2 separate regions of the Cricetulus griseus genome follow, and region 2 is linked to region 1. Evidence: chromatin contacts called from public Hi-C data. All regions are on one chromosome and are shown on one strand. The core of a region is the stretch at or near the end of the contact, and the rest is flanking DNA. Distances in the headings are between cores, read along the strand shown. Region 1 holds the start of Klf9 (Krueppel-like factor 9). Region 2 has its middle 81 kb from the start of Klf9.

Region 1 (6,606 bases), core at 2,940-5,439:
ACAGGTGGGCATTTGCAGAATAATATCGTCTGGAGTCTTCTTAGGGGATATACAATGGGAAAACAGTAGAGAAATATTCTCATAGGCAAGTCACCTCCTCACCACTCAGTCGGGGTTAGTTTTAAATACATCCAGGAAGGATGAAGTTTATGAAATACTATCCGTATCACTGTGAGTAGATGCCTAGAAAGAACAGGGACAGAGAGCACACCTCCTTAAGGACCAAAGCACAGGGTTTCCTTGTCCTCATACAAAGAGGAGAAAATGGAGCCGGGCGTTGGTGGCTTTTAATCCCAGCACTCGGGGAGGCAGAGGCAGGTGGATCTCTGTTAGTTTAAGGCCAGCCATGGACAGAGCAAGTTCCAGGATAGACTCCAAAGCTATACAGAGAAACCCTGTCTCAAAAAGCCAAAAAAGAGGAGAAAGTGATAAGGACCAGGTGACAACACTTCAGCCACTAAGGCCTCACAGTCTAGGGTGTGGTGCCACAGCCAGAGCTGACTCCGGCCCTGAAATCCAGACTCCCTGGGCTTTTCTTTGGGTGCTAAGAACTGAACCCGTGGCCTTGAACATGCTAAGCCTGCACTCTGCCAGTGAGCACCTCCAGCCCCTGTAAATGACTTCACATTTGTTTGTTTGAGACAGGGTGACACTATGTAGCCCTGGCTGGCCTGGAACTTCTATGCCGACCAGGCTGGCCTCGAACTTATCTGCCTCTGTCTCCTAAGAGCTAGAATTAAAGGCGTGTGCTACCACACCCAGCCATATCACACTTAGAACAACACTAGACTCAAACAGGTAACTCCAAAGCTGCAGAAGAGTGAAAGAGCCACTGAGTACAAACTTTTCCACCTGAGTTAGAACTGGCCAGAAAAGGCATTCCTAAGGAGACCAAACATTCTATTCCAAAATTGGAGGTAGGCTTCTGTTATGGATGCCATGCCAGTTCCTTCTGCCAGACACCGAGCATCCAAGGAAAAAGTGTAAGTCTGGTGGTGTACATGCCTGTAACCTCAACATGTGGGAGGTGAAGGGCGGAGGTGGTCAGGAACATATCAAATTCAAATCCAGCTTAGCTATTTCAGCAAGACCTTATCTCCAAAAACCCAAAATAAAAATAAACGAGGTCCACCCGATATAAAGCAGTTCCAACCAACTGTTGCTAGGCAAGGATCCGGGCCCACTCACTATTTGCCAGATCTTCTGATTTTTCCAGAGAACTAGAAATCTGGCCTTATGCCAGAATCTTGATTTTTAGATGCTGATAAGTAATGAAATTTTTATAAACTCTGTGCCGTCCACAGCAAACAAATCTGCAAAGCAAAATCTGCAGCAGCCTACTCCGGTTTTCAAACCTTAAATTACGAAGATCTGCCTAGGGTCTCGGAATATCCGAGCCTAGTTCAGCCACCTCAACTGTGTCCTTCCTCGGGACACCATGGAAGGAGCCCCGCTGAATTAAATTTTTGAAATGATTCATCTTCCAAAGATGTTGGCGTATGGCAGCAGAGCTGTTCCAGGGCTCTATAAGGAAGTGAGCAAGCAGGGGGGATTCTCCGGGGAATGAGTGGAGGGAGCCGTACTGAACACGGGGGTGTGGCAGGGACTTCAGCTCTTAAGATTTTCACAGAACACTGACGGCCCAAGGCTGTCTCTCCATGCACCTTCAGGATTTAAGAACCAGCAGAAAGAAAACCAGGAAGCTCCTTGCCCCACCCAACCGTGATCTAACCTGAAGCTGCCTGAGAATCCAAGCGCCTGAAACTCAACTTGGCATGTGTGCCCTCGTCAGTACACTCTAGGCAGGATCTGTGGAGGCTAGAGTTTTCATCCACACTAGCAGGACAGGGAGTCCTTCACCTCTACCCCACACCCCCAACCCCCCAAAACATAAATAAGACCCCTGCAATCACCACACCACTAGAACCAAAAGAACACTGTAGCATTTAAAACGGAAAGAGTATTTGCTTCACTTCCTTTTCCACTGTGATCTGTGTAAAAGCTTCTCCTGAAACAGCTGAGCTGACGTGCCTTATGGAGAATTAAGGAGCAGCATGCATGCCCGCACACATGAGCATCCATTTCTATAAATGCCCGAGAAAAGCACTCAGCCGAAATGGCCCAGAATGCTGGGTATCTACTGCTGAGCTGGGAGGCACTGCCGGCCTCCCCACTTACACCACTGGGCAGCCTTCCTGAAGGAGAAAATGCCTTTGCTCAAGGTGGCAGTGGGTGTCCATGTGAGCCACTGAACCCTGGGAACATGGCTGACATGGCCAGGCCCGCCCAACAGCTGTGGTGAGTAACACGCTGAGTTAATATACCACTCTTCGCCTCCCAGAGCCCTACTAAAGGTCACACCCCTCACTGAGGGTACAGGCCTAACTGCCTTACAGATTCAAACTTTCAAAGGTGCTGCTTCATATGGCAACCTGGATGTGGATCCCCAAAAGCACCTGTTTTTTCATTAGCACTAGGAAATTTAGATTTATATGGGTGCTGGAAGCCACCTCCAAGAGACTTCACTTTCCAAAGGAAATAAAAAGGGAGGTGGTTACATACTCCTTCTTTTAAAAGGCAAACAAAGCCGAAAAACCCCAGCGAGAGTACCATTTTGAAACCAAAGGTTCAGGATTTCTTCTACAAAGTTCCCACACCAAAACGCCTCTACGCCTTTCCATACAAATGCCAACAATTTCGAAAACATGCTGTCTCAGGGCAGAAGGGACAGGCCTGCTGCCTGATCATAGCAGCAGTCACAAGCGACCCTTCCCAAGCCGATCAGACAGCAAGCCCATATGTGAACGCTTTCCAACGTTTCCCGTACATGTTTAATTAGAACAACCAGAGCCAGTTGACCAAGGTCCTTAGTCCCTAAAGCCCATTCCACACAGCAGATGTCTTTACAGCCACGTTGGTGTGTGCTGCTTGGCCTACAGCTAGCAGAAGCGCCTCACATTCATCCCCCAAGGCCTTGAATTCCAGCAAGGACCACACCTCTCTACTTAGGGTTCAGGCGTGCTACCTAATAAGTTACACGGGAACAGATCAGCACTAAATCACCTCCCTTAGGAAGGCTAACTTAGTCAAGAAGTTAATCCACCAACCACTCCTCCCTTCATCAGTCTCCCCTGCAGCCTGAAGCAGTTTTATTTTAAACCTCTCAGGGGACTCTTGGCCAAATTTAAAACCACCTTGGCAAGCCCTGAAAAGTAGCCGCCATCCAGCTAAATGAGTCCTTAGTCATCCCTAAAAGGATTCACGCATGTGGCTTTCCCCCATGCCGCGACCCCTCCGCTGCAACCCCACCAGGGAAATTGAATAAAAGCTGCGCCATCTGACTGCCCGCCGCCAGCGTCTCCCCAGGTGGGGCGGCCCCGCAGCAGCCGGGTGCGGAGTCCCGGGGGCGGGGCGGGGAAGGGAGGGGCGGGCCCGTTCCCCACCAAGCCACGCAAACCACTCTTTCAACCCGGTAGTTTGGGGCTCCGGGTGGCTCCTAAAGGTTGGGGCCAAGTAAGGAGAGAGTGCAAGAGTTAAACAGCATCGTCTCCGAAATATTTGCAGCCTCTAGGCCGAGTGCGGAGTCCTGGGCACCCAGGAATGCTGGCCGGCCAAAGGTTAGCTAAGCCCGGAGAGGGGGGAGAGGCGACGCCGCTAACCTGTATGCACTCTGTAATGGGCTTTAAGATGGGAGGATTTTCCATAGACTTTCCCACAGCCACTGTAGGGGCACTTGTGCCTCTTTTCGGAGGCGTGTTTCCCCTTCGCAGCCACTCCAGAGTGGAGGAGGGAGAGCGGGCTGGGCGTGTTGCCAGAATCCTGTCTCTCCTCCGGGCTGTGGGAAGGACTCGACCCAGATTCGGTGGTCACGTCGCTGTCGGATCCTATATCCTCATCGGGACTCTCCAGACTGTCGCTGCACACCGAGGGGGTCTGGATGGGTCGGTACTTGTTCAGGTCCAACAAGCTCTTGGCGATGGTGACCAGCGTGCAATAATCCTTCCAGGTGTCCCCCGGGTCACCGTGCTCCTTGGTCACCTCGCGCTCAGGTAGTCGCAGCCGCTCGGCGTCCGGAGCGCCCCCATGCTCCGGCACCGCGGTGCGGTTGGAGATGGAAACCAGACACTGGGCAGCCACGAAGTCCATGTAGGCGGCCGCGGACATGGTGCGGGCGACGGCCCCCCGGGCGGTGCGGCCAAACTTGACGGTGGCTGCGGAGCTTCGGCTCGCCCTGCCCTGGCCTCGGACGACGAGCGCGGTGCGGCGAGGCCGAGGGGGCGGGGGCGCGGGAGCTTGCGACTCGCGGGAGCGCCGAGGCGACCTCAGCCCCTCATCTTTACGTAACCGGCTGCGCCTCCGCACGCAGCAGCCGCGGCCGGCTCCGCCGCTGTCGCCGCCGCCCTGCCCGGCGCCCCGCGCGATCCCCCGACGGGCGCGCCCTCCTCCTGAGCCGCCTCCTTGGAGAGATGCCACACGTGGCGGTCGCAAGTTTATTCGACTGCAAACGCGTCCGAGTCGAGGGGACAGGCAACTGCGAGCCAGGCGCACGCCCTCGGCCGCCTCTCCGCCGAGCTCACGCCCTGGGGCATCAGCCGAGTACACGGACGCGGGGGGCGGGGGCCGAGCGGGGCGCCGCGCCTACAAGACACTTCTTCCCGCGTCCGCCGACGGCCACCGAGCCCCTGGTCCTGCCGCGCCGCGCCGCTCCGGCATTCTCCAGCTCAGTAACAATTTCGCAGAATCCCATCACGTCACAATCCAGGCCCCCTCCAATTGGCCAGTGGGGAGGGTGATTCAACTCTGTTTACTTTCTCCCCCTGCCAGTCAGAAGGGCCCTTCGGTGGAGAGGTGCGTCTAGAACTACAGCGCGCGGCCAATCCGACCGTTCCGTTCCGCCGCCGCGTGCTGCCCCTCCAGCCCCGAACGCTGACATTTAAAAGGGAAACTGTTCGGAGCCGGGTGGCGCATCCCCGCCGATGCCGCCCGGTCCGCGCGCGCGCCCACGCCTCCCGGCCCACGTGCCAGCTGGCGTGGCTTGGAGACGTATCTCCCCCAGGCGGTTACACCCGTCCCTAGGGCCGAAACAGAACTTCAGCTTCGGGTTTCCAGCCTTCAAATAGTTAAGTGACTTCCTGCAAACGCTACAGTCCCAGCAACCAGCCTTCCAATCAAAAGTAAGTTGGTTGATGTCACTGGCATTGCCTCAGCCAATCAGAAGGGCGTTCCGAAAGCAAGCGCTCGACACTTGTAAACCTGCGGAGCTGTAGTGAAACCGGACAGATCTTTACATTTTGTGTTGCTGGTGGTAACCCTGAAATATAGGTGGGAGGACGGGGTGATTAATAAATGCAGTGTGAATTTTAAACAAACCCTCAATATGGCAGGTCACACTATCCAAGGACAAACTCTGAGGAGACAGCATCGATTGGTTCTTGTTTGGATTGCAGCACTTTGGTTTAAAGTTCTTCCACCCCACATATACTATGAGAAATTCATCGCAAAAATTCACAGCTAACAAAACATCTGGTTCCAGAATCTTGCACAGATCCACTATATCTTGGTATTTGCTATAGGTGTTCCTACTGCCCCAAGTGCTACCTTAAACCAAGAAAAACCAGCACAAACCCTCATTTGCATAACTTTAAAAACTCTTTTCTTTTCAGGGACTCCTGCGGGGCACATTTCCTCCCCTTTGCTTTGCAAATGTTGGAGAACAAGACTTTTCTACCTTATCAGGTAGATAATAGGACTCAATAGAAACCACAGGGTTCCTGATTCCCAAGTCTGCTTTAGAGAAACAAGCCCCTGTGAAATATTAACTAATTAAAAAGATTCTTAAAAACTGGAATCAACCAGAAATCCTTACCAAGTGACTCTTGTGGTATTACTTGATCAACAATTAGTGTGGGTTTCTCATGAATGCTAGGGTTGTTTTCCATCTTGATAGCTGAGCAAAGAATCTAGGGCCAATAACCCTAGCAGGGGCATATGGTCAAGGGCACTGCTGATTCAAAATCCATAAAAAATCCATCCACTTATCCTGAGTATGAAAGGCTCTTGTTTCCATGAGATGCTAATTTCACAATATCTAACCCTGCCACCCACTAGTGATTAACCTTTAATGTTTGGGATGCTTCCACAGGGTTCTTCTGGCTCTCAGATGGATCCTTCTAGTTTGAAGGGTAGAATAGATCATTTTGACCTTGAAAGTTATACAGGATAGACACCACACAAGGTCATTCCCTGGGAAAGGAACTTGTAGAAAGTAGGGCTGACCTGTGGAGAATTACCGCCATGAGCCATGATCAATCATATCCGTATCCAACGCCAGAGAGCATGGAGACCTGCTCTGTGCCAAGCCTAGGCCCAAACACCCTCATGGACCCTTGTAGTAATTATGTGAGGTAAGTACAAGTATAGCACACTATGTAACAGGGAAGCCATCTTGCAATTTTTTTTTTTATTCTAAAAACCTTAATTTCAGGAAGGAATTCACAGAAGTTGGCCATGGTGGTATATACTAAGTTCCAGACTTAGGAGGATGGAGCATCTGAGGAGGCCAGCCTGGGTATAGCCTGGGCTACAGAGTGAGAGCCTGTCTCAAAA
Region 2 (6,606 bases), core at 1,565-4,064, 80 kb after region 1:
GTCCTTCTTCTGGTACTGGAATAACACGTGCATTTTCATTTTCTTGTTTAAGGTTCTTCTACATCATTCTAGCTTCTGCTTTGGTCTGCAGCCATTTCTGCCTGTCTCCATCACTCTGCTCAGATATATCAGTTCACTTTCTATCAAACCCACAGTGTACAGCCTAAGGCTCTGGCTCTTCATTCGGGCTGTGTCTCAGACCTGTAGTGATTTAGGTCATTCCTGAGTATGAGTGGTGGTGGAATACTATCATTCTTTAAAGATTAAGGTCAACACAGCTGCTTTTGTAGACCCATTCAGGTTCTCCCCTCTCTCCCAGACTCAGCATTGATTTCTCTTGCTCAGCATACTTCACTAGGTTTTCCAGCATAGACATAATAATTCATTCTTTGTTGTTCTTCATAAGCCTTAATGTATCCACTCTGAGGGAACTTCATCTTTTGGCTTTGCACTGTTGTGGTTATAAGCCTTCCAACTGGAAGCCAGACTATTGTTGTTATTAAGGCTACTCACCATAGTTTTTTGTTTTGCTACACTACTTGGCTTGTGGTGTGTTTGGACTTCTCTTATCCCTTCATGTTCTGTGTGTTTGATTTGTTTTGGACATAAGTGGAAGCAGGACCATCATGAGCTCTTCTCGGGAAGAAGCTATTGGGAGAAGATGGGTTCGGAGATGGTGAGTGACTGACTGTGCTTTCCTTCTCAAATGATCATTGACAGTGCTTAAAAGGTCTGACAAACAGGTTCAGGAGGCCTTGAAGGGTGCATGCCACTATAGGCAGGTTTTGAGAGTTTAAATACCCAAGGCAATTCTCGTTCTCTCTGTTTCGTGCTTGTGGCTCAAGCTGTGAGTTCTCAGCTAGCTGTTCCAGAGCCAGGCTTGCTTCTTACTTGCTTCTCACCATGAGGGACTTTTCTCTCTCTAGAATACTCAATCTGTCTTCTTAGAGTTGTCTTGGTTTTATCACAGCAACAAACAAATAACTAGTACAGTATCCCTGACTGGATTGGAAGTCACTATGTCGCCCAGGTTGCCTTGAATTGTCTTGCAAGTGTTGGGGTTACAGGTGTGAGTCGCCACACCCAGGCTTGAGCTTTACTGGTCTTCTGGCCCAGTGAGCATTGGCCTACAGATGGACACACTGTCCCCAGCTGAGTCCCAGAGGCCATCTTTCACCTCCCCCCCACACCCGTGTAGTAGCTGTATGATATGGTGGTGTTTGTCGATGCCCTAAAAGTGCTTATGTAACTAGTTTCTTCAGTCTTGGCAGGAGCTCTGGGCCTGAGGCGAGAAAGGGTGTTTACATTCTACAAGTATAATCCCAAGAATGCCAAGTCTCAGGGCTGCTCCAGCTCAGTGTCGTGCCCCCACCACCCCCATCAAGCACCTACTTTGTCTCTGGAACCGGCTGCCACTGCCTTAAAAATCAGTATTGGACATATGAGAAACTAGGCTAAGTATAATAAGGCCCACTTTGAGGAAGCATTTGATTCCTGCCTCAGGTACTGCCTGGATCACTAGGGAAGGAGAGGATGCTTCCTATCCTGAGGCTGCCCCGGAGCCTTGTGCCTGGCACAAAGCGTGGAGGCAAGTGAAGCTATTCGACAGCCACTCACTGAGTCAATAAACTGTGAAAATATGTGGGCGAGAGAACAGTTTAGAGTACATGTTAGTAGATGTTCTTAATCAACACCTAAGAGACAGCTTGCACTGACCCACACTTGCGTTCATAATAACAATGGTTACTATTTACTCAATGGGGCACATTCTGTTTCCTTGAACCCCATAAGAGAGGCCAATTCTGCAAACAGGTGGCCTTTTCCCAGTTAATAACTGAGCATTCTCAGTCATCAGCACAAAGTCTGAGGCACTTGCCTGATGTCCTAGGGACAGTAAAACAGGATGCGAAAGCCACCCTGCATAGAGTACTCTTTGTTCTTCTCGCTGTCCTTGATGCCTGCTGCTCTCTTTTTCCTGCAATGGGGCAGGACTGGGTTCCCTTGGAAGGAGGCATAGAGAGGCCTGCAGGGAGGGAGGCTTGGGCAGTTCGTGTCACCCATTTCTTTTGCAGCAGGCATGAATTCAACTGGGAAGATACAGCTGCCTGCTGGGCTTTATTTCAGCACTCCCACCTGAGTTCAGGCCCTTCCACCGCTCAGTCTTCTGCCCCCTCCTCCTAGCCACCCCAGCTGTGGTCACACAGCTCTCCTCTTTTCTTTCTGTTCCCTTCAGTCCTCTGGTTTGGAGGCCGTGTTTCCATTTTGCAAGACAAAATTCTTGCTTCAGGTACTATTTTACGAACAGACGCTTGCACAAAATCAGTATTGGATTGATGCATTGGATCGTTTGCTAAATTCTAGACAGAAGATGAAAAAGCTTTGGATCCAGGAAATGGAAAAGTTGGGGGCGGGGGCAGTGTGTGGGGCTGGGGCAATGATCTTGACTGTTCCCTTAAGTCTTCTGTCCTCTTTCCCTGCCCCCACTCCCACCGGCACCTCTTAGCGCAGGCGCGGTCTCTGCAGCTTAGTTAGTATTATCGCTGTCATCCGATCACAGAAACATTCAAACAGACTGAAAAGCTCCAATCGAAGCCAAAGCAGAAGTATGCACACAGGGGCCTGTTTCCTTGGAAGTGCTTCAGTTGTGATTAAACTCCAAAGAAATATGCCAACAACCCCCTTGACCCTCCAGCGAGAAACAGCGAACTGAACTCCAAGGACCAGAAAGGCATCTCTGGAGTGCCGGGTGCACACGCCTGTTCCCTGCTTTTGCGGCCACTGTCCGCAGATGGCTTCTGCGCCCGCTCGGGTTGGCGGCTGTGCCTGCTGCTGCCGGGCTGCGGCTGAGATCATTCTGTTGATCTTGTTTTACACAGCGCAGCCCGGCACAGGCTGAGTACAGAATGTTCTCTTCTGTGAACCGAGCTTGAACTCTTCCAGCCCACTTTGTTTGAGGAGCCACACAGACACAGAGGGAAAAGAGCGGGCAGATAACCCCAAATCGTGGAAATCGTGGTGTTCTTTGGGATTTGGGCTTAGGCCATTTGCTTTTCACTGCCTGAAGTGAAAAATAATCCCCCCACCCCCCAAGCCTTGCTTCTTGCTTTCCCGGAAGAGTGAAACGCCCGTGATGTCCTTCCTCTTAAGACTTGGCACCAACTTTGGAAATTAACAAGTCTGTCACTGTCTCTCTTCAATTTCTTTTTCTCCTCTTAGGCATTCACGGAACAACAACAATATAGTTGGTTTCCTATAAAGGAAAGATGAGGTCCCTGGTGCTTGTGACTTCTCCCTGGGTTGTGGAAGCTATCACAGTATTGTAAATTGTGTTCTGTGACTTATTGCTATGGCTGGAGGGATGTGATGGGGAAGGCTTCTGGCCAGCGGCCTTTATACAAATGAGCCATGAAAAAAAAGCTGTGAAATGTTTAGGAGGGTGGCACGCTCTCCCTCACTCTCTCCCTCTCTCCCTCTCTCCCTCTCTCCCTCTCTCCCTCTCTCCCTCTCTCTCTCTCTCTCTCTCTCTGTGAGTGTGTGTGTGTGTGTGTGTGTGTGTGTGTGTGTGTGTGTACACTAGCCCTGGCTGTCCTGGAACTCACTCTGTAGACTAGGCTGGACTTGAACTCACAGAGATCTGCCTGCCTAAAGGCGTGTGCCACCACCGCCTGGTTTCTCTTGATTCAGGGGTAAGTGTGTAGTTTGAGAACACAAATGGTTTGGGGGCTGAAAGATCTCAGAGTGAGATTTCTGTAGGTTAGACAGTGAGGTTCAGTGTAGTGGTTTTCCAGCTCGTTAATGATAATAATAATAATCTTTAGATAGTAACAGTACTAACAATAAATTCAAAGAGATGAGATTCTGCTGTTACCTAAGCTGCTTAAACTTCCAGACTCACATATAGTCTTCCCATCTCATCCTACCAGGTAGCTGGGATGATGGGTGCATAGTGACATACTAGGCCCCTGCTGCTGCTGAAAATAACAATAGCAATTCATATTATTTTTTTGTTTACTAAGATAGAGTCTTACTACATAGCCCAGGCTAGCCTTTTGGTCTGAGATTCTCCTGACCCAGACTCCTTAGTATGAGGATTACAAACACACACCACTATACCTGGCTGCAATAATGAATAGTTTTGATATCAATAGATTCTTTCTTTGCACTCAAATTTGCAAAACATTGGGTGAATCACACAGCTTAGTGTGAGATGTAGGTTTGGATTTTCCTTTTAGGTTGGCTCCTGGCACATATTATAGTGGACAAGTCATGTCTTAGGCTCATTAGTGAAAGGGTCATAGATTTGTCATAAATACAGGAGTCATTTATGACCATCTTGCTGCTGTACTAGTGACACAAATTCTTCTCTTGAATTCACAGTTCTGTCACCTCCTGGTTTGGGCTTTCTATACATCTGGCTTTTGTTCATGGTTTCCAAAGATACTCTGCTGGTTTTAAGATATTTATTTACTTATTTATTTTTGTGTGTGAATCATCTAGCTAGCCCTTATTTTGTTATTTATTTATTTTGATTGATACAGGGTTTCACTGCATAGCCCTGGCTGGCCTAGAACTGGATGTGTAGACCAAGCTGGCCTTGAACTCACAGAAATCAACTGCCTCTGTTTCCCAAGTGCTGGGAATAAAGGTGTGTGCCATCATGACTGGCCTATTTATTTATTTCCTATTAACACTATACAAAGCTTGCCTCTCTTCTCCAGGCTTCAAGAGCTGAGATAATAGGTATTTGCTATCACCCCACTGTCAAGGAGATTTCCATGTGAATATTGTTGCTTCTGACACGGTTTTAGTTCCAAGAGATTCTCTGATAATATTTTGTTTGAAAAGTCACATGTCACAGTGCTCTCAGAGTATTAGCTAACTAGTTCATTGATTTTATAATCCTTTCTTGAACACCGGCTATGTCTAAATTAGTGATGCGGGTTTAAGATCTGTGAGATGAGCTAGGCATGTTCACTGTCTCCGAAGACCTTATTGTCCAGTGGGAGAAGCACACATGATATGGAATATGCACACAAATGTCTATACAGCTGAGGACGCTGGCATGTGCTCAGAAGAAGTAATGAACTGTGGTGGAAGAAGACATCGGGTACCAGGTGAAGATTCCCATGTGAGGAAGCTGAGGCCAGAGCTGACAATGAAAGGAAGGCATTATGAAAACCGCAGATATTTGTGGTGATGAGACTTGCATGGATCATCCAGCAGTTGGTAAGCGTTCTCGTGCTGAGTGGTGGATGCTGGTGTGTGTAGGAAGAAGTGTAAAAATTTTTTTCCATGTAGATCAGGAATTTCCACTTGTCCTTCTTGTGCCTTTATTAAGTTTTTCTGCTAAGTTTGTATAAAACCTCAGGCTCCCTAACAGTGTTCCAGGCATTCATGATGACTCTATTGAGACTGGCACTTGAGGTGACTCATTTGTCAGTCCTGAGTTGAGTCTGTGGTCCCATGCTTTGTTGTTGTTGTTTTCCTTTTCCCGCTGCCAAGGTCTCATGAGCTCTAGTCTGGCCTTGAACACAATATGCATCCGAGGATGAACTTGAACTTCTGACCACCCTGCCTCCAACTCCAACTCCCAACCCCTGAGATTGCAGTCACACATTACCACATGTGGTTTATACAGTGCTTCAGCTTGATCCAGGGCTTCATGCCTGCTAGGTGAGCACACATATTTCCCTCCCTCCCTCCCTTCCTCCCCCTCTCTCCCCTTTTCCCCTCCCCTCCCCTCTCCTCTCTCTTTCTACAGTGTCTCTCTATATAGCCTATCCTAACCCCCACCACCCTTCTTTCTTTCTACAGATTCTCCCTATGTAGCCCTGACTGGCTTGAAACTTGATATGCAGACCAGATTGGCTTTGTACTCATGGGGATCCACCTGCTCAGCTTCCCAAGTGCCTGGATTAAAGACTTGTGCCAGCATGCCCAATACCATCTTATTTATGAGAAGATCTTGAAGGATTCTTGAGTCAATGAGGTGACTCAGTGTGTGCCTTGGTGAGGTAGCCCATGGTTTAGGGAAAAGTGAAAGCCTGGAAACAAGATGTGAAAAAAGGCAATGTTAACCACCTGGGAGAGTTGAAGACGGAGTTTCTATCCCACCTGGTCCTGCAGCTGTTTAGTCCCAAATAAATACCCTGGCTGATGGCTCAGGCTTCTTATTGGCTAGCTCTCTCTTAATTATTAACCCATTTCTATTAAACTATGTATTGTCACAAGGCTGAGGCTTACCCATAATGCTCCAGCATGTTACTCCTCTGGCAGCTCCATGGCATCTCCCTGGTGACTCACTGAGTTCCTCTTCCCAGCCTTCTCCTAGTCTGGTAGTCCCGCTTACACTTCCTGCCTGGCCAATCAGCATTTTTTTCACCAACCAATAAGAAAAACGTATTATTCACAGCATTCAGAAAGACACTCCCCATCAGAGAGTGGATCACACTGGACTGATCAGGTGCTAAGAGCTGGCAATGGCAGAACCAGAAAGAAGATGACAATGGGCAGGTTTTCTCACTGAAGTCACTGAATCACTCCTGGCCTGGGTGCTGCTGGCTGGCTTCTGGAGTTTGCTCACAGATGGCAACAGAGAGAGGTTTT

The links. A called contact is a pair of places that touch in the nucleus more often than the background predicts.
Region 2: a contact with region 1 is called in a Hi-C map of fibroblasts, with 2.7 times the contacts expected there. The contact joins the enhancer-like site here to the promoter of Klf9 in region 1. A contact is called at or near these places in 2 of 8 Hi-C or Micro-C datasets (fibroblasts and liver).

What each region holds. Positions count from the first base shown.
Region 1 is chr3:38,157,915-38,164,520 of CriGri-PICRH-1.0, forward strand. It overlaps Klf9 (Krueppel-like factor 9), which reads right to left and starts at 4,190. Exons shown (of 2, transcript XM_027406519.2): 1 at 3,660-4,190. The coding sequence starts at 4,164. It overlaps LOC103164358 (serine/arginine repetitive matrix protein 3-like), which reads left to right and starts at 4,126. Exons shown (of 2, transcript XM_027406522.2): 1 at 4,126-5,174; 2 at 5,664-6,606. The coding sequence starts at 4,163. The coding sequence ends at 4,858.
Region 2 is chr3:38,239,432-38,246,037 of CriGri-PICRH-1.0, forward strand. No RefSeq gene overlaps it. Among named protein-coding and RNA genes, the nearest start is that of Klf9, 81 kb to the left of the region's middle. Within about 2 kb of position 2,815, at least 5 of the 6 cell types and tissues checked have open chromatin away from gene starts, as enhancers often do. A contact at or near this core is called in fibroblasts, where this site is marked.